Linked DNA regions of Canis lupus: region 1 is linked to region 2. A link is a contact called in public Hi-C data. All regions are on one chromosome and are shown on one strand. Each heading gives the region's core, a stretch centred on a gene start, on an enhancer-like site or on the middle of the called end of the contact. The rest is flanking DNA. Distances are from core to core; before and after follow the strand shown.

What was found. A called contact is a pair of places that touch in the nucleus more often than the background predicts.
Region 1: a contact with region 2 is called in a Hi-C map of blood, with 3 times the contacts expected there. The contact joins two enhancer-like sites. A contact is called at or near these places in 3 of 9 Hi-C or Micro-C datasets (blood and liver).

Annotation. Positions count from the first base shown.
Region 1 is chr1:85,972,766-85,979,340 of UU_Cfam_GSD_1.0, reverse strand. No RefSeq gene overlaps it. Among named protein-coding and RNA genes, the nearest start is that of ZFAND5, 120 kb to the left of the region's middle. Within about 2 kb of position 4,435, at least 4 of the 20 cell types and tissues checked have an H3K27ac peak or open chromatin away from gene starts, as enhancers often do. A contact at or near this core is called in blood, where this site is marked.
Region 2 is chr1:85,910,839-85,917,815 of UU_Cfam_GSD_1.0, reverse strand. No RefSeq gene overlaps it. Among named protein-coding and RNA genes, the nearest start is that of TMC1, 96 kb to the right of the region's middle. Within about 2 kb of position 4,170, at least 10 of the 20 cell types and tissues checked have an H3K27ac peak or open chromatin away from gene starts, as enhancers often do. A contact at or near this core is called in blood, where this site is marked.

The DNA of each region.
Region 1 (6,575 bases), core at 3,186-5,685, 61 kb before region 2:
ATAATCTCTATCAGTGAACCTCCTAAAGAATGAACTGTGTCTATGTACATGTCAAGAGAACAAGGAAGCTTTGTTAAAAGTTCCATTGAGACACATGAGGACTAGTCAGTCACCTTAGATCAGAATGTATGTGGTGGTTTATAGGTATCTGTCAAAATGCTTAACAACAAAACAAAATATTTATCAAATGCTTACTAAACTCAAGGCATTGTGCTACTCTGCAATAATATAAAGGCAAATAAACCTGGATTCACATTTTCAGGAGCTCATGAGAGGCAAAAACCTGAAATCTAAACATATTTGTGGACTTAAACGCATATTTCCATCATTCGGTCACTAATATCAAGAAAGCTAAGAGTTTTTCAAATTGATCTTCATCATGGAATCTCAGAAAAATTTCTTGGGCTACTAATTTTTCCTGCTCTAGACATTAATCACCACTTCAGTTTTGACTGCGAGATATATATGGTATTTCATGTACAGGCCATGTGCCATCTTCACCGAGATTTAAATGCATACTTATATTCAGAGCATCCTACAGAGAGAATTGTCTCAATTTGCTCTTCTGTTTTGCTTGTTGCCCAATGATTTATGCCCCATGAGAAAAATATGAATGCTACAAGTGCTAGAAACATGGTAGGTGAAAAGTCATAGGAGAGCTGAAAAGAGGTAAAATAATGCAGTAAAAACAACACAGGCTCAGAAGGCAGGCGGCTTAGCCAGCCATTCCACCTACTAGCTGGCCAGCTTTAGTCATGACCTGGCCTTGAAGAGGCTCAATTTTCCCCTGTTGTGTAACAGGAGTAGAGCAGTTCCTTTTCTACCTATCTCATTGGGTTGTGTAAGGCTCAAACAGGAAATCTCCTAAGTCCAACAGAACCCCACGAGTGACTCACCGTGAAATGACGTCACAGGTTAGATTAACTACTCTAGGAAATTATCAAAGTTGTTGCTATTATTCTCAAAAAGTCTGAGTAGACAGAGATATCATTCACCTGCTTTTATCTTTCAGATGGGTGTGGGAGTGAGGTGGGACAGGAGCTGGAGGAGGAGCTGGAGAGTCCAATTGACTCTCATGTAATATTTATAGCACAGGAGAAAATGCAGTCAACTGAAGGGCTTTGTAGGGATTGACTACATTTTTTTATACCATGGTTCGTGACATGCTTACAATGGATTTCCCCTGAATTATCCCCAAAGCAAGTGAAGACACTGAATGATCCAGGTGGATTTGAAAAATCAACTCTAAACAATTTTTTTAAAAAAAGATTTTATCTATTTATTCATGAGAGACACACAGAGAGAGGCAGAAACACAGGCAGGGGGAGAAGCAGGCTTCCTGAGGAGCCTGCTTCAGGACTCGATCCTAGGACTCAGGGATCACAACCTGAGCTGAAGGCAGGTGATCAACCACTGAACCATCCAGGCACCCCTAAAAATTTTTTTAAATGCACACACAGCTCTTCTTTAGAAAGGAACTTTAATATAAAACAGACAATCACAGTTTATCTTCTATCCCTTAAAACAGAGAGAAAGCAATCATCCCATAACTTCACCCTTTATAGTAACCTTAGCTGATGAGTAGCTTTGGAGAAAAACTAAATAAACTAAGATGTACTGTGCTCCTTCCTCTCTCCTAACAAGAACTGAAAGTCTGAGTCATAAAATAGAGGCCTTAGCCACTAGTTAGAATTTAAGACTTGGCATTTCTGTGGAGGCAATTCTTAAACACAGTGTATTAAAAAAAATGAAAGAACAACAACAGCAAAACCCTCCAGACATTTAATGCCTGATGTTTTTGAAGAGAGAGAGGATTTATATTTGTGTGTGTGTGTGTGTGTGTGTGTGTGTGTGTGTCTGTATTCTTACATGGGCTGTGGCTGTGTTTTTGGTGATTTTCACTTTTAAAACATTTCAGTCTTAACCAAGGTCACCACTCTACTATTTTCTGGTCTTGTTAAGAGAGGTAAAGCTCGAAAAACAAGTTATTTTTGTTTCTGTGTCCTGTCCTACCCCCAGTCTTCTACTTTGTTGGTTAGTGGCTGGATTTTATTTACATGGCAAAAAAAGTCAAGCATTACAAAAGTTTAATTAAAAGTTATCGGAGAAGATATTTATATTCTGAATTGTAATGTAAATGCAGCTCTCTTAGCTCTTTGGCTAACCATGGTCCTCTGATGTACTTGATTTTATGTGTGAGACTCTTAAGCTTTCCTATTCTGACCCCCTCTAAGAATCTTATTTCTTCTTGGGACTCTTCTTCCCCTCAATAGTCTAAGAATCTCACTTAAAGATGGTGATGGTGGTGACCATCATGATGTGAGATCTGACTGCTATTGCCTCTTGCTATTTAACATCAGGGATGAAAATTGATCCTGTACAGTTTATAAATGCTACATCGCTGCTGGGATGGTCTGGATTCTCTATAACTTTGGCCTCATTCTGGGGAGTTGGATAAAAGGGTTCTATTCCTAATTCCAATATGTGTGTGAGGGGTTTCCCCACGCTACTAAATAATTCTCTGAAGTCAGCTGGGTGTTTTACAGTTTAACTCAATTTTAACACTATCTACCCAGATAATACATCAGATTACTTGTGGGAAAAGCTCAGCCCCACAAGACTGCTCCTCCTCCACCGCACTCCTCCTCCACTGCAGACACCAGATGCAAGTCCAGGTTGTCACTTGTACTTCTGACTGGCTATAGATTGGATGTATCCACATCCCCCTCCTTGGGTTCCAGTGATTTGCTTGAGCAGCTCACAGAACTCAGAGAAACATTTTACTTACTAGATTATTGGTTTATTGTAAAAGGTTATAACTCAGGAACATCCAGCTGGAAGAAATGCATAGGGCAAGGTATGGGGAAAGGGTGCAAATCTTCCATGTTCTCTCTGAAGGCACCACTCTCCTCAAAAATCCAAATGTTCACCACCCAGATAGATCTCCCAGGTAGCCCTTTGGGTTTTAATGGAGGCTTCATTCCATAGAATTGCTAGGTTAAATCATTGGCCTTCAGCGACTGATTCAGTTTCTAATTCCTTCAAGCCCTTGGAGGTCAGTGAGGTGGGCCTGAAATATCCCACCCTCCAATTATGGGGTTTGTTGCCCTGGGGACCAAACTTCATTTTTTGGCGACCTTGGGGCATTCTCAGAGTTGCCTCATTAACATAACAAAAGATACCTGGTGTCCCTCACCATTTAGGAAATTCCAAGGGCTTTAGAATTTCTGTACTAGAAATGGGAAATATCAAAACATTATATGGTCTCATTCATTTGGGGAATATAAATAATAGTGAAAGAGAATAGAAGGGAAGGGAGAAGAAATGGGTAGGAAATATCAGAAAGGGAGACGGAACATGAAGACTCCTAACTCTGGGAAACGAACTAGGGGTGGTGGAAGGGGAGGAGGGCGGGGGTGTGGGGGTGAATGGGTGATGGGCACTGAGGTGGGCACTTGACAGGATGAGCATTGGGTGTTATTCTGTATGTTGGCAAATTGAACACCAATAAAAAATAAATTTATTATTAAAAATATATATATTCCATTCTAAATCACAATATCATATAGAGGAATGGCACATTTTAGTTCACAATTTCATGCTCAGTGACTGTTCTCCAAAGTATAACTGCCGTATTCAGGAGCCTAGGTTGGGCTGGAATCCTTGCGGGGATAAGGCCACCTCCATCCCAAGGAAAACTTCTGTTTGCCAGGATTTGGGTAGATTTACTCAGCTACTAGGACAAAATCAAATGCCATATACTCTTCCCCTAAGACAAAAGTTGGTATGTGCTTTGCAGGGTTTTTGATCTGGGAGGGTAGTTAACGTCAGGGTAAAAGGGTGTGACCTTGAAGGTCAAAGAGGATCAAACAAATAAAAAACTGCAACCAGCTTTACCTCACATAACTGCGATGCAATATCTGGAAGCATTTAGAGTAGAAGATAATACATATACATTTAGGGCAACTGGCCTTCTATAGTTCTCAAATGCCATTTTGATCTGACCTGTAATATCAAAGTGTAACCATACAAAATAAATAATTCAATCACTGGAGATTCACAAACTGTATAATGAATAATATTTTAGATACATTTTCTAGGAAATTACCTTACTACTTTTTCCACATTCAGTCATCTGAAATATCTGACCTTTGTCCAATGCTTTGTTCAGAGCCAAGCCGAGCCACCGTGACATTGGGAGACCAGAGAATTCAAAGCAGAGCGGTCAATAGCCTCTCCCTAATTTGGAAACTGTACACACTCTACTCTTTCTGACCTATGGAGTTATAAAAATTCCGCAAACTATTTTTATCTTCAATGAAATCTTATTGGTGTAACCGGCATTAAAATGAGTGCTTGAATTTAAAACCTTGGTGTAGGCAGTATGTTGCATCATTGTCAAACCTGACTTGTAGCACAGCTGCAGAAGGAAATTGCTCAACCAAAGCCGACCATCAGAAAAAGGGAGGTTCCTGTAATAACTATATTATGTCAATCAGATGTGCCAAGTAAAAGAGAATTGGGTTTCACTACATAAAGAAAAACAAATGTGTTTCCTACCATTTAATTTTTCAATGACTATCTAGTTCAAATTCCAGCCATGTTTTATGGGCAGCATTTTTATCAATACTCACTCTATCAGTTTGAATTGAGTGATCTTGGATTTCCCCAAAGCTTCAAATGCCAATAACTAAAGTATTTCTTATAATGATAGTTGCTGTCATGAGGGAGTCATCTCTGATTCAAGTCTGAGTTTTGGGTTCTTTGGTGCCATGAACTTAGATGACACTCTTCTTCCTCTTCCCTAGTAGTATATCTTTGTAATTACAGATCCCAAAAGGGTATTGAGAAACTTCCTGAAAGAAAAAAATAAACAACGTAAGTGTAGTTCTCAATTGCTGGTCAGATTTCATGGGTCTGGTGGATTTGAGGTCAGAGTTTGGAGTGTGCCTGTGTTGGAGATGCGACCACAAGGTGGCAAGTTTTATGAAAGCAGGCGGAGTCCCTGATAAGGAATTCACTATAAGGAAAATGTTCTGCTGAACAAGTCAAACTCAGGCGCAGGCCAAAGGTTGGAAGGTCCACGGGAGTGAAAGAGGTGTTAAAGTGTAGCAGCTGATACTATAAATCAGTTCTAGAGAAAACCACCCTGTGCGTCAGTTGAAGGAGAAAGAAAAGAAAAAAACACCTGCCCTACCATCCTTGTGACCCTAAGCCTGAGGTCCCTGCTGTTCTTCACTTCTGCCCATTACCACCCAGTATTTCTGAGTCCCCAACAAGGGCATAACAAACAGGACATATTATTTCACCTGCCACTCTCTTACTGGCTGTGGACAATCTCAAGGTGACAAAAAAACATGAGATGAGCACAGTCTGCAGAATTCCAGGTGAGTGGCCAACAGTGTGGCCAACGTGGGGGATCACTGTGCAATGACCAGGAGTGACTTCTAAGACCCTCCTGAGAGATTCTGGCCCACCAGACAATGTGGGGAGAAAGGAATACTCTGAACGGGTCTGAAATTCCTTCCCCAGCATGTCCAAGTGTAACTGACCATGTGAAATTCTTTGTATCTATAAGCTAAAAAAGCCATGAGACATTTGGATGAATGCTATTCATGATCATTTTATCAGTAGTTTTATAAAATCTTGGAAGGACAGGTCTGGATAACCAAGATCTGACTCAAATTTAATTTTAGCTCATGCCTCCATTCCAAATTATGCAGTAGCATGAGTGTAACACACGCAACACACTGATTCTATAACTTTTGGACAGCTCTCTTCTTTAGTGAAATAAGATTTTTCCATGGATTGTGTTCTTTTGCTAGCCATCATGGCAGTGTACAATAAAGCCAGGTGAATACTTATAAGAGAGACTATACCCAGTAGAAAAAGCTAGGACATTTGATGTGAGGCAAAAATACAGTGCAAGGAAATTATACATAGGCATTGTAAGAAGATAATTTTAAATAAAAATTATAGCTATTGTCTACTTAGCTATATAGCATATGTCTACTTAGTATTCCATAGCAATGCAACAGTTAACATTGATCAGACATCTACCACATGCCTGAAACTGTGCTAGGGCCTAAGATACTAAGATAATTAAGACATAGACTCTGCCATAAAGGATTCCCCAACTTAAAAGGGAACAAATAGCTACAGTAAATAACATAATAGTGGGCACCTGGCTGACTCAGTGGTAGAGCGTGTGACTCTTAATCTTGGGGTCGTGAGTTTGAGCTCCACATTGAGGAAAGAGAGATGAAAAATAATAAAATCTAAAATAATAATGTGATGGCAATACTGTGTGATACTGAGGAAAGAGGGAGTGATTGCATTTAGTAAAGTGGTTTGAGACAGCTTCTCAAAGAAGGACTCTCTTGGTCTGGATTTGGAAGGTGAGTCGGGTAAGGAAGGAATATTTCAGTTAGGGGAAACTGCGTATAAAAGCAAAGATGCATAGACAGATTTCTTTAGTCCCCAAATGGAAATCTTGCAGTTTTCCCATGGGCTATTCAGAAAGCCCTGAAGCTAGTACGACAAGAATTTTGGGGAATGCTAAGGGTTAAGCTTAG
Region 2 (6,977 bases), core at 2,921-5,420:
ATATATTAAATACATGAAAGTGAACTGCAATCTGGGTTTATTCTGATTTAACTGTCTAAAATTAGTCATCATTCATTTTCATCCAAAAAAATTAAATTATTTAAAAGAAAATAAGGCTACCATAATTTTCTGTTGCATATTTGCTCCTGTAATAATAGTTTAGTGTACCTCAATTTGGGGATTCAGTATAGTAGTGGCATTTACTATGCTTTGGATGCCTTTTGCTTTGAACTTCATGGTTCAATTTGGAATTTGTCACTGGAGGCACTTGACCTGAAGTGCTTTCTTCAGGATTAAGATGTGGTCAGTGGGGGGCAGCCCTGGTGGCTCAGTGGTTTAGCGCTGCCTGTAGCCCAGGGTGTAATCCTGGAGACCCTGGATTGAGTCCTGTGTCTGGCTCCCTGCATGGAGCCTGTTTTTCTCTCTGCCTCTCTCTCCTCTCTGTGTATTCTCATGAATAAATAAATAAAATCTTAAAAAAATATATGTGGTCAGCAGGGAGGAGTAGCATGAAAGGGTCATCATTTTTCTGGTGTTGAGAATGACTACCAATAGGCACGTGTATTCCTGTCTTTCCAGAGTCAATCCTAACAGCATTGCTCAGAGAGCCATAGCATTTTAGAGTTGAAAGCAACTTTCAAGGTCATCTCAGATGAACTTCCTAATTTTGCCTATGAGGAAGATGAGAAAGAGAGTGACAAAGTGACCTCCTGGGGTTTTGACTCACTCTGGCACAGTCAGAGGAAGGGCAGCAGCTGGTACAACTGGAAGAGACCCACCAATCAGCTACTGGGAATCAGATGATTCCCTACCCCCCCACCCCCACCCGGGTTAGTGCTGAGGGGAAACAGCTTCTTAGCTTCTGCTGCACTGCCTTCTCTTGTGACCTCTGTCCTGGCCCTTGGCTGCATCTCTTCCCTGTCCCCAGGCCTGGACCATTCCATCTGGCCTCTGATTCTGCACTGACAGCTGCCTTTCTCGTCATCCTTTGTTCTCACTCTTTGAATCCAAGGGGGAGGTTGCTCCATGGATAGCATTTGAATTCAGCTCATGAAAAATTCTGTTACAAGTGTACTTGACAGTTTGATCTCTGGCTTCTCCCACACATTTGCCCTTTATACCCTGAGAGTCATAAGCTTCATTTCCTTGGAGCAGATTGCAATTTCAATGGAAAGGAAATAACTGTGTGGCCTTCAAGCTGAGCCCAGTTCAGAACAGGGACCAAACAAAGCTTAATCCTGATTGAGAAAACTCAGGCACCGGATCAGGCTCTGGAAATCTCTCCTCCTGCACAGCTCCAGAGCTCATGATGTTGGAAAACCCCTGACCTGGGTTCAAGACCCAGCCCCATCTTTTACTAGCTGTGTGATCCGAGCAAGATGCTTAAACTGGGTAGACTCAATTTCCCCTTGTATTAACGAGAATACTCATCATGCCCACCTCAAAAAGTTGTTGCATCATTCAGTAAATATTTGTTTGTGTATCCTGTGTGCCCTACATCTGCAGTTTACAACCTAGTGAGTAGGAGAAACATGAATCACATAATCACCAATAAACATAAAATGAAAAATAAATACATCCATAATCTGTAAGCTCATAGATCAGGAACTTTCTGGACAAAGAGGCATCTGTATCCTGTCCACCTCACTCTTTCCACCACAAAGAAGCTTGGGAAAGGCTTCCCTGGGGAAAAGAAGATGAAGCTCAGATTACAGAATGATTACTAGGAAGGTTATCGGGCACAGGGGTAACACAGAGCAATTTAAAGCAGGAGAGCAAGCCGTACTTACCAAAGAAAAGCAAGAAAAAGCATGGGGCCTGCGGGGGGCTGGAGACAACGGCCAGTGTGGTAGAAGCCCAGCGGGCCAGCGCAGAGGGGCTTTAAGTGCTGGGGCCAGATCACTTGCCTGCCTGCCTCCATGGTGGTAGGAATGTGGGCTTGACCCTGGCCCATTTTAGGTAATTGCAAGACCAGATTTGCATTTTATTTTATTGTATTTTTTTAAAGATTATATTTATTTATTCATGAGAGACACACACAGAGAGAGGCAGAGACACAGGCAGAGGGAGAAGCAGGCTCCCTGAAGGAAACTGGATGTGGGACTTGATCCCGGGACTCTGGGATCCCACCCTGAGCCAAAGGCAGACCCTCAACCACTGAGCCACCCAGATTTGCATTTTATAAGATGAGTCAGGATGCAGGGTAGAGTGAAATGGAGTGGAGTGGTGGTTCTTAGTCCTGGCCTTTACAGGAAACTTTCAGACAATACCTGGCCTCACCCCTAGAGATTCTGCTGTAGTCAGTTTCTAGTGGATCCTAGTAGATCACAGTAGATGCCAGGGTTGCGATTTACCCTGAAAGGAGTCTTTTGTCTACATGGGGAAGAAAAATTGCAGAACTGCGACAGCAGCCCAGAGTGGAAATGATGGAACGGGTTCTCGGCAGAGGCAGGGGTCTCCCGGCCTAGGGCACAGGCTGTGAAAGCATCCTGGACTTCCAATCACCCCCAAAGGGCTTGTTAAAATGCAGATTTCTGGGCCCTTTGATGCAGAAAGTCTGGGGTGGGGTCTGAGCATTTGCATTTATCTCTCTCCAACAAGTCCCTCGGATATGCTAATATTGCTACTTTGGAGACCACACTTGGAGAATCACTGGTCTGGAGAAAAACTGCCAGATGTGGCAGATAAAATGAATAGGACTTGGTGGTAGATGGTTTATGCAGCACCATGTAAAAGGAAGATTCAGGAACTCTTCTCTGTTTTCTGAATCTTGCAATGGAATGAATGGGTAAGTCCTATTCACTGGTATTCAGAGAACAGGGGATCAGACCAAGGAAGATCAAGGGATTTGGTGATGCACGTGTGTTTGAGTGTGCCTTTGAAACAACTCAGTGGAGGCACCGGGGTGGTTCAGTGCTTAAGCATCTGCCTTCGGCTCAGGTCATGATCCTGGGGTCCTGGGATAGAGTCCCACATCGGGGTCCCTGCAGAGCGCCTGCTTCTCCCTCTGCCTGTGTCTCTGCCTCTCTGTGTCTCTCATGAATAAATAAATAAAATCTTGAAAAAAGAAAAAACCCAACTCAGTGCATATAGCAAGCAGGGACATACATATATGGAACTCCAAGGGAGGTGATCAGAGATATAAACTTAGGGGTCACTCTATAAATGCTTAATGAAACTGAGGACTTCCAATGAGATCAATTCAGTTCTCTTCCTTTCTTTTGCATTTATCCTCAGTTTGAAAGCTCTGGCTTCTCTTTTTCTTGGCCTTTCCAACGTGCCACAATCCTTTCAGCCTCCGTGTCTTCTTATCTGCTGTTCCTTCTGTTTGGGGAAATGCTTCCTGTTCCCTCTTCCATAATTTAGCTCCTTTTCCTCTTTGGATTCCACCCCTGCCTCGTCCCCTGGTGGGTCCTGTGTGGCATTAACAACCAGGTACCTTTGCTTCTTTCTGTAGCACAAATCAGAGTTTGTGGCCGTGTGTTTAGGTGTGTGATATTTGCTGAAGTGTCATCTCTCCCACTACGCTCTCAGAGGTCACCATTGCTACCTGGGGGCTTGGCTCAATATCTTACCTCTAAGGAAAACCCTCTGAAACACTTGGTAAGTGTCCAGCATGCCAGTCACAGTGACGATTTCTCTCTCGGGAAGGGGGGGAAGTGGTGAGTTTTGTGAAGCTGTTGTTGGTGTTTACTCAGTGCTGAGGCAAAGTTTTGCAGGCCTCTGGGTGTGCGAACCAGCGACTGCGCCATCTGGTGGAAGCCAGGGCCGCAAAACCTGTGGTCTCAGCCTGGGCTTGTCAAGGTTGCTGAAACAATGTTGCCCTGGGTTCAGAAAAGACTCTTTTCTTACACATAAAAAAAATAAGAGTACATTTTATTAGAGGGAACATAGACTCTCTTTGAGAGACCTCGTTGGAGAAAATTGGATATGTATTGAAAATAGTGTTGAGTTTTCAAAGCAGAGAAGCGTGGCAATTGAGAAGGGCTTCTTAAAAGGACTCAGGGGGAAATAAGGAAGTTAGAGATCTCCACCCAAAGCCAGAATCAGAAAAACAGGAACAGGCATATAGCTGAGCTTCTCAGGCTGATTTGCATTTTGGAACTGGCCAGTCAGTGGGGATGTTGCTCGTCTCTAGCCATGTGTCTCATAAGCCCTTGCCGTGTCCGGTGGGAGTACCGGTTATTTTCTCTCCCTCCTGCAAGGGGCAAGGTGTCGCTGACTGGTTATGGGAATGACTAGGGCTGTGCAATGTGATGTGTGGGGGTCTGAGAGTGTAATCATTATTTTTCTTTGCTTCTAAGTTCTCTTATAATGAGGAAGAGGAGGGAGGAGGGGCAGAGGGAGAGGGAGAGAGAGAACCTCAAGCAGACTCCCTGCTGAGTGCCAAGCTTGACTCCAGGCTTGATTCCTGGCTTGATCCCATGACCCTGTAGATCAAGACCTGAATTGAGATTGAGAGCCGGGTTCCTAACCGACTGAGCCACCCGGGCTCCCCAAATTCAAATATTCTTGGGGCTACTAGTAGACTTACCGAAGGACATGAAACCAAATGGATTGATTCTGGTCAGTCACTTCCCTAGATATGATGTCCCTATTAGAGCCTTTGTATCTGGCTGCCTCATAGACTCCTGCCCAGACCGCATATTGTTTGCTCAAGAGTCTGGTGCTCTCTCTCTTCCACTCATATTCGGCCATTGTTGGGGGTCACATAGTACAGAACATAATTACTGAATCAGTTAAAGTGGCTTTAATTTAAATTGGCTTGAATCATAAGGGAATTTATTTCTTATAAATGGAAAAGTCCAGCATTAGAATGGCCTTCAGGTAAGGGTTGATCCAGTGGTTCAATGCTGTCAAAAACCCTGTTTATTTTTTTCCTACTTCAGTATCTACAGTACCAGTGTCATCTTCTTTTTTAAAGATGTATTTATTTATTTGAAAGAGAGAGAGAGACCACCAGCAGGAGGGAGGAGAAGCAGACTCCCCACTGAGCACAGAGCCTGATGCAGGGCTGGATCCCAGGACCCTGAGATAGTGATCTGAGCCCAAGGCAAGAGTTGGATGTTCAACCAACTGTGCCACCCATGCTGTGTGGGCTTTCTCTTAAGGTTGCTCTCCCTTTAGGCCCTCCTTCAGACCTCCTTCTATCCCTTTGCCTAAAAACACATCAGTTTTTCCCCCATTTCTTCTTTCAAGGGTGTCGAGATGCTGATGACTCAAGGCGAATGCTTGTAATTGCCTGGTTTTTAAGTCCCATCACCCCAGAAACTGATTAATAGTGCTTCTAGTCTCTAAAGCATGGAGATCATTTTCCTGGTGATTGTCATTGCTTTTTTTGCACATAGAAGACCAGCTAGAGTAGATGCTAGAATTCTCAGGAAGCTCTGAAGTGGAGGCATTTTTAAGGCCAGGGGAGCAGAATGTGTGTTGCATGTAATTACTCATGCAAGTGTTTTTTAATTTAATTTTGCCTGCTAAAGATGGAAGCTAGTTTATTTTAATGCAATATAACAAAGGCAACACAAAGCACACATCTTAAGTGTATAGTTTGATGAGTTTTGCCAATGCGTACCTCAATGTAACTACCACCCACATCAGAGAGAGAGCATTTCTAGCCCTTCAAAAAGCTCCCTATGCCCCTTCCTGGTTAGGAACATCTCTTAAGGTATTTACTTTTGAAGAATATTATAACTGGTTCAAACCTAAAGCACAGAGAACAACAAAGTGTACCTCAATGTATATATCTCCTTTATATTTATCACCAAGACCCTGTGATTATAAGGATTTTGCCACACAATATTCATTGAACCTTTTTGTGTGGTTATATATTTTAAGCAAATCCCAAATATCACATCATTCTATTTTGATATGCATCTCTAAAAGCATGAAGATTTTCTTACATAACCATAGCACTACTATTATCGGTGACTAAACGTTAAGTATTTGGAGTCATTTAACACACAGTACACACGCCCATCTGTCTAATTGTCTTTGTATAATTTATTGGTTCGAATTGAGATTTAATCAAGATCTAAAGTAGTAGTCTCAATCTCTATCTTCCTCTATCTCTCTCCTTTTCTCCCTGTCACTGACTTGGTGAAGATACTAGTGAGTTGACCTGTAGAATGTCCTATGTTCTGAATTTGTCTGTTCCCTGGAGCAGATGTTTAGCATGTTCCTCTAGCTACTATTTGCTTTCCCAACCAGAAGGAAGTCTGTGCTGACTTCCGCCGACTTCCACCGACTTTTGATTCAAGAAGCTCCCTTCCGGGCCCAGCGGGAGCTGTTATTTTCCTAAGTGCAAATTGTTACACTGCAAATTGGTAAATAAAGTATTTTTACGCTCGCAAAAAAAAAAAAAAAAAAAATAGATTAAGCCTGTAAAAGTAAACTCTACAGGCTTAATCCAGTCCAGGTCTAGATTTTTTTTTTTAATTTTTATTTATTTATGATAGTCACACAGAGAGAGAGGCAGAGACATAGGCAGAGGGAGAAGCAGGCTCCATTCACCAGGAGCCCGACGTGGGATTCGATCCTGGGTCTCCAGGATCACGCCCTGGGCCAAAGGCAGGCGCTAAACCGCTGCGCCACCCAGGGATCCCCAGGTCTAGATTTTTGCAAGAATATGATGTTGTGGGGATCCCTGGGTGGCTCAGCAGTTTGGTCCTGCCTTCGGCCCAAAACATGATCCTGGAGTCCTGGGATTGAGTTCTGCGTCGGGCTCCCTGCAGGGAGCCTGCTTCTCCCTCTGCCTATGTCTCTGCCTCTCTCTCTCTCTCTCTCTGTGTGTCTCTCATGAATAAATAAATAAAATCTTAAAAAAAAAAAAAAAGAACATGATGTCCTGTATGTCACATTGCATCACTCTAGGAGGGACATCATATCTGGCTGTTCCACTTTAACGATACTGATTGTTGAATGCAAGTATTTATCACCTGATCTTCATTTCTTTATCAGCGTTTCATCTAATGATT